2 separate regions of the Sus scrofa genome follow, and region 1 is linked to region 2. The links are chromatin contacts, called in public HiChIP or PLAC-seq maps. All regions are on one chromosome and are shown on one strand. The core of a region is the stretch at or near the end of the contact, and the rest is flanking DNA. Distances in the headings are between cores, read along the strand shown. Region 1 holds the start of BECN1 (beclin 1). Region 2 holds the start of RPL27 (ribosomal protein L27).

The links. HiChIP or PLAC-seq counts read pairs in DNA pulled down with a chosen protein or histone mark.
Region 1: an H3K27ac HiChIP or PLAC-seq map of alveolar macrophages shows a contact between it and region 2. The contact joins the promoter of BECN1 here to the promoter of RPL27 in region 2. A contact is called at or near these places in 1 of 5 promoter capture datasets (liver) and 2 of 2 datasets of contacts at active chromatin or transcription factors (alveolar macrophages and skeletal muscle).

The regions. Positions count from the first base shown.
Region 1 is chr12:20,040,345-20,047,354 of Sscrofa11.1, reverse strand. BECN1 (beclin 1) reads right to left here and starts at 5,385. Exons shown (of 12, transcript NM_001044530.1): 1 at 5,248-5,385; 2 at 4,848-4,976; 3 at 1,862-1,929; 4 at 366-424. The coding sequence starts at 4,974.
Region 2 is chr12:19,890,538-19,897,207 of Sscrofa11.1, reverse strand. RPL27 (ribosomal protein L27) reads left to right here and starts at 3,006. Exons shown (of 4, transcript NM_001097479.1): 1 at 3,006-3,088; 2 at 3,628-3,797; 3 at 4,683-4,793; 4 at 4,908-4,998. The coding sequence starts at 3,008. The coding sequence ends at 4,956.

The DNA of each region.
Region 1 (7,010 bases), core at 4,136-6,635, 150 kb before region 2:
ATTATACCCTTTGCCAGCCACCTTCCCATGCATCAATACCTAAGGACCTGAACATCTAACAACATTTGGTAGCTTAAAACTTTTTGAGAGCCCATCTCTTTTCTTAGTCAACCATGCTCTCAGTTTTTCTCAGTTCTTCCTCAGGAGGGCTATCGTCCCTTCCCACTGTGTGGATGGCTACAGGAAAGACCCCATCAACACTGGAAGGTGATGGGCCAGGTGTAAGGGAATGCGTCTTTTCTGGAAGAGCCAAAAGGCTAGGTGATGATTCATCTCCATCACCTGGCTCCAGGTCTCAATTTTGGGTTCAGTTAAAATGCTACTGGCCTTTGGCAAGGAACAGGGGGCTGAGGAGTAGTAGGCACCTGGCTGGGGGGATGAATCTGCGAGAGACACCATCCTGGCGAGTTTCAATAAATGGCTCCTGGGAAGGAAATAAGAGGGCATTGGAATTCTGGCAGCTTAGAGGTAGAGTCTATTTCCCCTACCAAATAGTTCCTCAGAACTATTTGGCTTTAGCCTTGACTCGTAACCACAAGACGTGAGAAACGACAGACTTAAGAAATGGGTATTACCCTAGCCAATCCTTGGGTGCAAAGGACCCCCGGTACAGACAAATCCCAAGTCCCATTTGATTTCTTTTTTTTTCTTTTTTTCTTTTTTCTTTTTGCCTTTTCTAAGGCTGCTCCTGCGGGATATGGAGGTTCTCAGGCTAGGGGTCAAATTGGAGCTGTAGCCGCTGGCCTACGCCAGAGCCACAGCAACACGGGATCTGAGTCACATCTGCAACCTACACCACAGCTCACGGCAAGGCTGGATCCTTAACCCACCGAGCAAGGCCAGGGATCGAACCCGCAACCTCATGGTTCCTAGTCGGATTCGTTAACCACTGAGCCATGACAGGAACTCCCCATTTGATTTCTTATGGGGAACAGCATTTCCTAACTATGTCAGGCTCTGTTATAGTTAAGCTGGCATTTTCTCAGCACTTACCAGTCGGGGTAGGGAAGAGAATGCCCTATATCATGTCACATGGAAAAAGCCAGAGCAGACTGCAATGAAGTTTGCCATGGCATAGAACAAAGTAGATAATTTTATCTTTTTCATACTTTGAGACAATTTATATATGATTGGAATCTTTTTTAATCAAAATCTTATGACATCTATCTTTGACAAGAAAATGATCACTCATGTTAGCACAGCTTAGAAAAATGACATGTTCTCTAACACTGACAACCCTTTCTAGCTATTTAATGCATGGACACAATTTGACGTCTGAACCAAGATACTTTAGAGACTCCAGAGGAGTGGATGTTAAGCATCAGCAATGACAACAGAAGTAAATCGGGAATGCCCTGGGACAAGGTGGATACACAGGTCATTCCGTCTTACATATAATGGTTTATAATTCTACTTCTAATAAACAAACGCCTTGCTCCACATGTTCAAATGGATGCCTCCTTCAGTAACCCTGTGACCTCAGGTGCACTTCTGCATCTCCAATGATCCACAGTGGCCTGACTGCAGAATTGTCTTTTGTTTTTTTTTGTTTTTTCTTTGTCTTTTTGCTATTTCTAGGGCCACTTCTGTGGCATAGGGAGGTTCCCAGGCTAGGGGTCTAATTGGAGCTGTAGCTGCCAGCCTACACCACAGCTCACGGCAATGCCGGATCCTTAACCCACTGAGCAAGGCCAGGGATCGAACCCACAACCTCATGGCTCCTAGTTGGATTTGTTAACCACTGAGCCACAACGGGAACTCCAGAATTGTCTTTTGTTAACCAGAGATCCCAAACGTCTGGGGGCTCTAGAAGCACCAAGTACCATGCAGAAACCCACTTTGCATTCCAGTGTGTTCATACCTCTCCTGGATTAGCCTCTTCCTCCTGGGTCTCTCCTGGTTTCACCTGGGCTGTGGCAAGTAATGGAGCTAAGAGCAAAGAAAACACTGAGTCTTTCAGAAAGAGTCTTAGAACAGAAGCATGTATAAAAGTATGAAAAAAGAATCAGAAATATCCTCATTGGCACCCTCACCTCCCCCTTTTCCTTAAAGTACAATTTACACAAAGAAGAATCTGTTGTTGTCTTCGCCTTACCCCCAATAAGTCAAATTAAAGTTTTCTGGTTTTTTGTTTTGTTTTGTTTGTCTTTTTTGCCATTTCTAGGGCTGCTCCCGCGGCATATAGAGGTTCCCAGGCTAGGGGTTGAATCGGAGCTGTAGCTGCCGGCCTAGGTCACAGCCATAGCAACACAGGATCCGAGCCATGTCTGCAACCTACACCATAGCTCACGGCAATGCTGGATCCTCCGCCCACTGAGCAAGGCCAGGGATCAAACCCACAACCTCATGGTTCCTAGTCGGATTCATTAACCACTGCGCCACAACAGGAACTCCAAGAATTGTTAAATTTTTTCGGTATAATGGTATGTCTTTAAGGAGACAACTTATCGTTCAAAAATACTAAAAATACTGAAATATTGGATCTTCCTGTTGTGGCTCGAGCAACGAACCCTTCTAGTATCCATGAGGATGAGGGTTTGATCCCTGGCCTTACTCAGTGGGTTAAAGATCTGATGTTGCTGTGAGCTGTGGTGTAGGTCACAGGTGCAGCTCAGATCCTGAGTTGCTGTTCCTGAAGCTGTGGCTGGCAGCCGCAGCTCCCATTTGACCCCTAGCCTGGGAACTTCCATATGCTGCCCCTGTGGCTCTAAATAAAAATAAATGAAAATACTGAAACATTTATATGTTTAGATTTGTTTCAAAATAATTTGGGGGGAGGGGAATGGATGGGACTGTAGATGAAACATGGTTAGCTATGTATTGATAATTGTTGAAGCTGGGTGATGAGTACACAGGGATTCATCATTAAACTTTGAAGTTTCCCTTAACAAAAGTTAACACTCCCTTTCCCCAGAATAATTTGGAAGGAACATGAGAGAACTTTCTGAGAAGATGAAACCTTTCTACATCACAATGTAGATCTAAGTTACATGAGTGTACCCATTTGTCCGAAATGTACAGCTAAGATTTGTACATTTCAATGCATGAGAATTTACCTTCAAAAAAGTGGGGGGGGTAAAAAGCAAAATAATTGAGTGGGGATGGGAGATGAGTGGAGGTATAGAGAAAACAAGAATGGCAAAAAGTAGCTAATTGTTAAATCTAGATGGGAGTTCCCGTCGTGGCGCAGTGGTTAACGAACCTGACTAGGAACTGTGAGGTTGCGGGTTCGGTCCCTGCCTTTGGTCAGTGGGTTAATGATCCGGCGTTGCTGTGAGCTGTGGTGTAGGTTGCAGACGCGGCTCGGATCCCGTGTTGCTGTGGCTCTGGCGTAGGCTGGTGGCTACAGTTCCAATTCAACCCCTAGCCTGGGAACCTCCATATGCCAAGGGAGCAGCCCAAAGAAATAGCAAAAAGGGGAGTTCCCGTCGTGGCGCAGTGGTTAACGAATCCGACTAGGAACCATGAGGTTGCGGGTTCGGTCCCTGCCCTTGCTCAGTGGGTTAACGATCTGGCGTTGCCGTGAGCTGTGGTGTAGGTTGCAGACGCGGCTCGGATCCCGAGTTGCTGTGGCTCTGGCGTAGGCCGGTGGCTACAGTTCCGATTCAACCCCTAGCCTGGGAAGGAGCGGCCCAAGAAATAGCAACAACAACAACAAAAAAAGACAAAAAAAAAAAAAAGAAATAGCAAAAAGACAAAAAAAAATACATAAATAAAATAAAATAAAGCTAGATGATGGATACAAGAGAGTTCATTATGCTATTTTCTTGACTGTATGTTTGAAATTTTCCAAATACCTTGAGATTATCTGATACTTTGCCGATAAAGAAACCAAGAAATCAAGGCTTAGAGAGGTGAAGTAACTTGCAAAAAGTCATTCAGTTAGTAAATGACTGTCAGGATTTAAATCCAAGCGGGGCGTTCCCATCGTGGCTCAGTGGAAACAAATCTGACTAGCACTCATGAGGACACAGGTTCGATCCCTGGCCTTGCTCAGTGGGTTAAGGACCTGGCGTTGCTGTGGCTGTGTTGCAGACCAGCAGCTACAGCTCTGATTGGAACCCTAGCCTGGGAACCTCCATATGCCACGGGTGCAGCCCTAAAAAGCCAAAAAAAAAAAAAAAAAAAAAAAAATCCAAGCAGGCTAACTCCAGACTTGTGAGTTTATTTACACTGCCTATTCAGGTGTTCCCTCTTGGCTTAAGGTTAAGAACCTGGTGTTGTCACTGCTATAGCTCTGGTTACAGAGCTGTGGTGTGGGTTCGATCCCTGGCCCAGGAACTTCTGCAAGTGGTGCAGCCAAAAAACAAAGCCAAAACAAAAAAACCTACCTATTCGGTCTTTTTTTTCTAGCTTTATGTCACTTCCTAGGACTTTGAGAACCTTGTTCCTCTACTTACCAGCTGGGTAAGTTATTTAACCTTTCTTAGCCTTAACCCTTCATGGGTAAAAGATAACTTTACTACTACTCCACAAGGGAGTAAAACTGTACTACTCCATAGGGGTTGCTGCAGGGACTAAACTAAAAGTAAAGCATGTAATGCACTTGGTATATGGCAAGCCCTCAACAAATGCTGTTTAATATTATATATACACATTCCTTTACTATGAAGCAACAAGAGCAGAAAACTAAGGACCTTTCCTTGCTATAGAAAGCTCTCAGGAGTACACAGTGTCAGAACTCCTCTATGTTTCCTATGAGAAAACAAAAAGCCAGAGAGATGAAGGGACTTTTCTAGGCTCAGGAGGCATGTCTATGGCAGATGTATAGTCCTTAAGATCTTCATTTCCAAAGCTGCCCACTTTCAACGATCCTGACCACCCTCTTTCCAAGGGTCCTCGCTAACCTGTAAGCTCCTGAATGGTAACACGATCCAGGATCTTGAAGCTCGTGTCCAGTTTCAGGGGCTGGCTGCAGCGCTGACACACGAAGCTCACCTGCATGGTGCTGCTGGATGTCTTAGACCCCTCCATCCCTGCGGCGGTGGAAAGGAAAGGATGTTACGGAAAACCGGCGCCCTGAACCCTCGGTCTGGGGCTCCACCTGCCTTGCTGGTGTGGTGCAGGGGTAAAATCCCCGCCCGCGCCGTTCCCTGAAGGACCGGTGGGGTACCAGGCGGACCTCTTCCGGGGTTAGCCCCAGCAAAAGCGGTTTACGACCCAAAGACAAGGAGGGTTTGCAATAGGGACTGTCAAGGTTTCCAGGTTCCCTTCCAAGGACGCGGTTCAGCCACGCATGCTCTTCACCTCGGGACCCGGAGCCCGCTACCCTGGTCCGGTCTACCGCGGGGGCATCGTGGCCGTGGGTCTACCCGGGACCAGGGCCTCCAAAATTGCCATCGCCTAGCCTTCACCTACTTCCCGGTCGGCCAGCGGAGGACTTCCGTCGGGACCGGATGTGACGTCACAGCAGCTGCCGCAGCTGAGGGTAGGGGAGTTCAGTCGCCGTCCACCCTCTCCTGTCCGGCTGCGGCATCTAGGGGCTGAGCTAGGAAACGCGGCAGGCATGGGCTGGAGGGCCGGTGCTGGGGGGCGGGGAAGTGGAAGGACCGAATTGGGAGGGAGTCAGGACAATCCATCCTTCTCTAATTTAGTTTTTAATACCTATAAAGTTATGCCCCCCCTTTTTTTGTCTTTTTAGGGACCCACCCGCGGCATATGGAGGTTCCCAGGCTAGGGCTCCAAGAAGCTGCCGGCCTAGGACACAGCTGCGCAGTCTCCGAGCTGAGTCTGCAGCCTACACCACAGCTCACTGCAACGCCGCATCCTTAACCCACTGATCAAGGCCAGGGATCGCAGCCACCTCCTCTTGGATGTAGGTCGGTTCGCTACCCGCTGAGCCACGGCAGGAAATACAAAGTTATACTTTTTTTTTTTTTTTCCTTTTTATGGCCACACGTGGGACATATGGAAGTTCCCAGGCTACGGGTCCAATCTGAGCTGCAGCTGTCGGCCGATGCCACAGCCACCCAAACGCCAGATCCGTTTGGCATCAGCAACCTGTTCTGCAGCTTGTGGCAACACCAGATCCTTAACCCATTGAGCGAGGCCAGGGATCTACTATTCGGACTCTTAACCCTCTGAGCCACAATGGGAACTCCTTCATTTTCTATTTCTTTTTTTTTCTTTTTTTTTGTCTTTTTGCTATATCTTGGGCCGCTCCCGCGGCATATGGAGGTTCCCAAGCTAGGGGTGGAATCGGAGCTGTAGCCACCAGCCTACGCAGAGCCACAGCAACACGGGATCCGAGCCGCGTCTAGCAACCTACACCACAGCTCACGGCAACGCCGGATCCTTAACCCACTGAGCAAGGGCAGGGACCGAACCCGCAACCTCATGGTTCCTAGTTGGATTCGTTAACCACTGCGCCACGACGGGAACTCCCCATTTTCTATTTCTATATAAGTTTCAATTATAATTAGGGAAAGTGGAACACTTCAGGTTGAAATGAATTATAAAATTTTAAAACTAAAACTTTTTTTTTTCTTAGTGCAGGAAAATCAATGGAACAGAATGTAGTTAAAAAATAAGCCAAGGCGTTCCCGTCATGGCTCAGTGGTTAACGAATCCGACTAGGAACCATGAGGTTGAGGGTTCGATCCCTGGCCTTGCTAAGTGGGTTAAGGATCCGGCGTTGCCGTGAGCTGTGGTGTAGGTCGAAGACATGGCTCGGATCCCGTGTTGCTGTGGCTCTGGCATAGGCCGGCGGCTACAGCTCTGATTGGACCCCTAGCCTGGGAACCTCCATATGCCGTGGGATTGGCCCAAGAAAAATGGCAAGAAGACAAAAAAAAAAAAAAAAAAAGCCAAGTAGGAGTTCCCTTTGTGGAGCAGCGGAAACGATTCTGACTAGCATCCATGAGGATGCAGGTTCCATCCCTGGCCTCACTCAGTGGGTGAAGGATCCTGAGTTGCCATGATCTGTGTTGTAGGTCGCAGACACAGCTTGGATCCTGCTTGTTGTGGCTGTGGCGTAGGCCAGCAGCTGCAGCTCCGATTCCACCCCTATC
Region 2 (6,670 bases), core at 1,757-4,256:
GGAGGGACCAGAGAAAGGACTGAGGCTGGATCAGTTAGGGAGCAGGTGAAAAAGGATAGGAAAAAAAGATTTAAAATACATGGCAAACTCAGGATTTAGGGGATTTCCCCAGTGTCTCAGCAGGTTAAGGCTCCAGTGTTGTCTCTGCTGTGGCAGTTCACTGCGGGCAAAGCCAAAAAAAATTCATAGGATTTAGTTGCTGGCTTGATTTGAAGAGTTTTAGTATGAGAGAAGAGTTCAAGACAATAAGATTTCAGGGTTTGGTTTCTATTTTCCAAGAGAGAAACCAAAAGAGGCAGAAGCAGATCAGGAGGCTGAGAGAAGACAATGGAGGTGGAAGAGGCCAGGGTCGTGTGGCGGGGTGGGAAAAGCACCAGCTTGGGAATGGGGGGACCCTGCTCTGCGCCACCAACTCTGACTTTGCTGCTCTAGAACTGTCCTCTCATCTTTGAGAGGACAGAGAAGCTGATCTCTGAGGTCCTTTCCAACTCTGAAATATCTTCCAAATGAAAGCAGAAACCATTTTCACTGACTATAGGACTCTAAGTACATAGTTAGGGTGATAAACCATTGAAACAAGGTCCTGAGAGCTGCAGGGGTAACTGGTCCCTGGAGAGCCTCAAGAAGAGAAATGATGAAACCTTGATTGTTCCCACAACTTGCCCAAGACCAATCCTATAGATTTGTCAGTGTTCAGATGAGCATAAACTGTAAGATGGTTTCTCTTTCTTTTTAACTCGGAAGACACCTAAAAAACCATCTAGTAAACCAGCTATAATGGAAAAAAATAGAAATCATTAAAGAAAATAAGTTCAGGGAGTTCCCGTTGTGGCGCAGTGGTTAACGAATCGACTAGGAACCATGAGGTTGCGGGTTCGGTCCCTGCCCTTGCTCGGTGGGTTAAGGATCCGGCGTTGCCATGAGCTGTGGTGTAGGTTGCAGACGCGGCTCGGATTCCGAGTTGCTGTGGCTCTGGCGTAGGCTGGTGGCTACAGCTCCGATTAGACCCCTAGCCTGGGAACCTCCATATGCTGTGGGAGCGGCCCAAGAAATGGCAAAAAGACAAAAAAAAAAAAGTTCATAATAACATCTGAAAAAAAAAAAAAAAACATCTAATAGAGCACAGACCATGGCTGCCAAGTGGGAGGAGGGAGGGAGTGGGATAGATTGGGAGTTTGGAGTTAGTAGATGCAAACCATTACATTTAGAATTGATAAACAGCAAAGTCTTACTGTATAGAACAGGGAACTACATCCAATCTGGGATAGACCATAATGGAAAAGAATATAAAAGAATGTAGGGAGTTCCACTGTGGCTCAGTGGTAATGAACCCTACTAATATCCATGATGATGTGGGTTTGATCCCTGACCTCGATCAGTGGGTTAAGGATCCCGTGTTGCTGAGAGTTGCAGTATAGGTCTCAGACATGGCTCACATCTGGCATGGCTATGGCACAGGCCAGCAGCTGCATCTCTGATTCAACCTCTAGTCTGGGAACTTCTATGTGCCATAGGTTTGGCCCCTAAAAAGCAAAAATAAGAGAAATGTATACAGTTTTGATCCCTGGCCTAGGAACATATGCATGCCTCAGGTATGGCCAAAAAAAAAAAAAAGGAATGTGTATATGTACATATAATTTGCTGTACAGCAGAAATTGGCACAACATTGTAAATCAACCACACTTTAATTAAAAAAAAAAGAACCATCTAAGAACACTCTTCCAGGAGTTCCCTTGTGGTGCAATTGGTTAAAAGATCCTATGTCCTCACTGCAGCAGCTTGGGTCCCTGCTGCGGTGTGGGTTCAGTCCCTGGTCGGGGAACTTTCACATGCCAGCAGGTGCGGCCAAAAAATAAATAAAATTAGGTTTTTAAAAAATAAACACTTCCAATGAGTGATGGGAATACCTAAGATGCAGAGTTGTGAGAATTAAAAAGGCAGTTGACCTACCTAAAGTGCCTAGCATCTTGCTTGACACAGAGTAGGTGCTCAGTTTGGGGACGGGGTAAACAGCATGGGCTCGGGAAGACTGCTTGAGTCTGCGTCCCCAGCTTGATCACTTACTAACTGTGCATTTGGGGCAAGTTACTTAACCTCTCTAAGCCAAAGGATCTTCAACAGGAGAATGGAGATAACAGTGCTTCATCTCCTAGTGTTGTTATGAGGATCAAAAGAGATAACATATGTAAATAAGCTGGGTCTGACACAAGGTATACAGCTGCTGGCATCACCGTAAAGTCCTTCATCTCTCTCTCCTATTCTAGTCCGTTATGTCTCTGACATCAGTAGACTTTAAATGTTGAAGGCAAGTACTCTGATTCGATTGATTTTCGTCTCTCCCTCCTTAGCCTGACAGGGCACACAGTTGGCACTATGAATGTCCCATTTCGTTCCCGACTCTTCCAAGGCAAAAAGGTAAATTTCAAACTGCGCCTCCCCCACCTCCTAGCGCCACACAAAGGAACTACTGGCAGGGGGACGGTGGACAGCTGCCTTTCGGTAAAAGCCTTCCGAGGGAGGCACAGCTCCTTTGCCCTGTCTACTGCTGCAGCTGCTAATAAAGTTTGTTTTGAATAAATAGGCTGCCAAGCCTTCCTATTCCCTTAAGAGCTTCTTCCGCCCTCAACACGGATTCGGAGCGCTACGCATGGGGCGGGAGCGAAGCCTGAGGGGCGGGACAGGAAGTGAGATCACCCTCCGCGGGGTGAAAGGTTAGCGGAAGTACTCTTTCTTCCTTTCCGCTGTATCCCCGAGTGGTCGCTGCTGGTGAGTAGAGGTTTGGGTAGGGTTTCCCAATCCGCCGCCATCCGCGGCCTGGGGGTCGACTTGGGGGTTGGTGTCGACACTTTCTGTCCCTTGGGGTCTGGCGGCTTCGTTCCGGATCCTGTCCTGCGAGCACGACCCGCAAGCGGCCTGAGCTGAGGCGACAGTGAGCGCAGCCTGAAGTTCGGGCCCACCGCTTGAACTTGCGGATTCCTGAGCGACTCCTTCTCCTTCCTCTGCAGAAATGGGCAAGTTCATGAAACCCGGGAAGGTGGTGCTGGTCCTGGCTGGTCGCTACTCCGGACGCAAAGCGGTCATCGTAAAGGTACTAGCCTGTGCGCCCTCTTATCCCGGGGATCGGTGAGGGGAGGGTAGAGGGGCTGCAGCTTGGAATTTGAGGCTTAGTTTGGAGCCTTACCCACTGAGCATTGCGAGTTAAGGGATGGAGGTGAATACATGGGAGCTTTTGAGAGAGAAAGTTGCAAAGTAAAAAGTAGGAGTTGAATGGGGCAGCAACGCATCTTGTATCCAAAGGTTTTAAGTAGCAATAATGGCCAGCGTGTTAGGTGCTGCAGCTGGCAAGGAATTGTTTCATAGTCAAAATAGTCACTTAGCATCTTCCTGGTAGGAATGATTGATACCACCCTTATTGCTATTACTCTTTGGGTATATACTACTATAGCACTTAAATGTTAGCTTTGTATGGTTTTTATAATAGTGGGTCTTAGAGACTTATGGGGTGGGGTTATTCTTTATCCACGCCCTACATCTAGCTCAGGGTGTAAATAGCAATGACGAAGTAATTCTTTTTTTTTTTTTTTTTTAAGTAATTATAAATAACAAATGTACTCCTTGCTCAATCAGAACATTGATGATGGCACCTCAGACCGACCCTACAGCCATGCTCTGGTGGCTGGAATTGATCGCTATCCCCGCAAAGTGACAGCTGCCATGGGCAAGAAGAAAATTGCCAAGAGATCAAAGATTAAGTCTTTTGTGAAAGTTTATAATTATAATCACCTCATGCCCACAAGGTGAGCATTTCAAGAATGGGAATGAAAGTGACTTTTTCTACCTTTTCCCTTTCTCTGGCCGGCTGAGTAAGGAGACACCCTTATAGCCACTCCAGTGTAGGGAGGAGACATCATCTTCAATTTGTCCCCTTGGCTGTGGTTTCCAGTTGTCTAGAGACTTGCCTGACTTGGCCAAGCTGGATCGAAAAATCTCTTCCTGTCTTGATCTAAGTGTTGAGTAAAGATTCTTCCATTTCTTTCCAGCCACAGTAAACTCAGACATAGGATCTGAATTGCCCTCTTCCACGCAAGGATAGTAGTTATTAGAGGGTAGGTACTTGTGAAAAATCAAGAATGAAGTTTTTCAGTGGCTTGACTCGATGTAAATGAATTTATTAAAATTGGGTGTTTCCAAAGAACATCATCAGGACTTTAGCAGTTTTTTGTTTTGTTTTGTTTTTCCCTTTTTGGCCGCACGTGAGGCATGCCTAAGTTCTGGGCCAGGGATCAATCCCATACCACAGCAATGACCCAAGTGCTGCAGTGACAACACTAGATCCTTAACCCACTTAGCCACAAGAAAACTTGTTGGGGGTGGGGTGTTTTTTGTCTTTTTAGGGCCACACCCACGGCATGTGGAAGTTGCCAGGCTAAGGGTCTAATCGGAGCTATAGCTGCGGACCTAGCCAGAGCCACAACAATGCTGGACCTTTAACCCACCGAACGAGGCCAGGGATTGAACCACAACCTCGTGGTTCCTAGTCGGGTTTGTTAACCACCGAGCCACTATGGGAACTCCAGCAGTTTTTGATAATAGTTCCTGTGGAGTCAACCAGTGTCCCATGGTGGGGATAGTGAGAGCTTTGGCAGCATATGGGCTGCTCCTACCTCTGCCATTGTCCCCAGGTACTCCGTGGATATCCCCTTGGACAAAACTGTTGTCAATAAGGATGTCTTCAGAGACCCTGCACTCAAACGCAAGGCCCGACGAGAGGCCAAGGTCAAGTTCGAGGAGAGGTAAGTCGGCTTTGGTGGTGAATGATGGGATATAGTTTCACTGTTCTCCGTGAAGATAATTTTGTCTTAATGTCATTCCTCACCTCACTGGTGTCCCTTTTTCCCCCCTTCTAGATACAAGACCGGCAAGAACAAATGGTTCTTCCAGAAGCTGCGGTTTTAGGTCTGTCTTATTTCGGTCATTAAAATTAAAAAAAAGAAAATATCCCTGTGTCTGCCTGCTTCTTGTATTACTAGACTGGGAAAAAAACATTCATACAGTGAGAGACCTTGGGTGGTAGATCCAGGGATGTGGTAAAATACCAAAGCTAAATCTGCATTTGAGACCTAGACTACTACTTTCATCAGCCTCATAATGTTTTAATGGTCCAACTGCCCTAAGTGGATAAAATATACTGAACCTTTTGCCTGACATTTTTCCGTGTGGAATTGTTTTAAGCATCCCTGACTTGGGCCCTAGAGAACCTAAGACATTCTGAGCCCCTCCCTCTTCCCCCACCCTCATTTGGTGACAACCAAAAGCCCCTCTGAGTGTACTTCATCTACTTTGGATTGAGACTTATTAACTTGAAGTGATTTTTTTAAACCAGAGTGCCAGGTCTGATAAGTCAGAATTTCCAGCAACTTGGAAGTTCCTGTGTGGCAATGGGTTAAAGATGTGGCATTGCTACAGTTGTGACCAAAAAAGAATTTCTAGCAACTTGTCACATGGTGCTGGTGCTGCTTAGATGAGGACCATCCTGGAGATATCTAAATAGGGATGGACACCAGCAATGAAGCCCTGAGCCCTGGTGGGGCCGGGGGGAGCTCTCCTAAATGGTCTGGCTGACAGTGATTGGCGAGAAATGGTGTAATTCAAGGGACTTGGGCACTGGGTTGTCACCACTTGCAGAAACATTTTATTCATTGGCCATTTAACTGGCCAGGTTTTACTGCTGAAATAGGCTCCAGCTGAGCCAGTTTTAAATCACTAAATGGAATCAGGATTAAAGCTGGTCTATCTGCCAAACTCCATACTTGGCACACTTCCATCTAGGTTGGGGGCAAGTGGATTGAGAAAGGGGCTCAGTAAATTACTTTGTGGAAATCCTGGGCTAGAAGATAAATAGAAATCATGTGTCAATTGATTAGCCATTAGGTGTAGGATGTCCCTGTTAGGTAGCTTGCCTACTCAGAGTCACAAAACCCTCCTCGGACTGAAAATTCAAATTCTTTTCCACTCCACCTAAAAGCCCAAGATCAGGAGTTCCTGTCGTGGTGTAGTGAAAACGAATCCAATTAGGAACTATGAGGTTTCGAGTTCAATCCCTGGCCTCGCTCAGTGGGTTAAGGAACCGGTGTTGTCATGAGCTGTGGTGTAGGTCGCAGATGCGGCTTTGATCCCCAGTTGCTGTGGCTGTGGCCAGTGGCTACAGCTCCAATTAGACCCCTAGCCTGGGAGCCTCCATATGCTGCGGGAGCGGCCCTAGAAAAGGCAAAAAGACCGAAAAAAAAAAAAAAAAAAAGCAGACAGGAGTTCCCCTGGGGCTCAGCAGAAAGGAATCTGACTAGCATCCATGAGGAAGCAGATTTGATCCCTGACCTTGCTCAGTGGATTAAGGATCCAGCTGCAGTGAGCTGTGGTGTAAGTAATAGATGTGGTTCAAATCTGGTCTTGGTGTGGATGGGGTGTAGGCCAGCAGCTATATCTCAGTTTCGACCCCTAGCCTGGGAACCTCCATATGCCCCAGGAGATGGCCTTAAAAAGGGAAAAAAAAAAAAAGACAAAATTCTACCAAAAGGCTTGTGCAGCCTGTGCTGGGATTGCTAGGCTGGGAATGAATGGTTGATTGGGGCCAGCAATTTATAGTTGCTTGAGGAGTTCCCGGTGGCACATG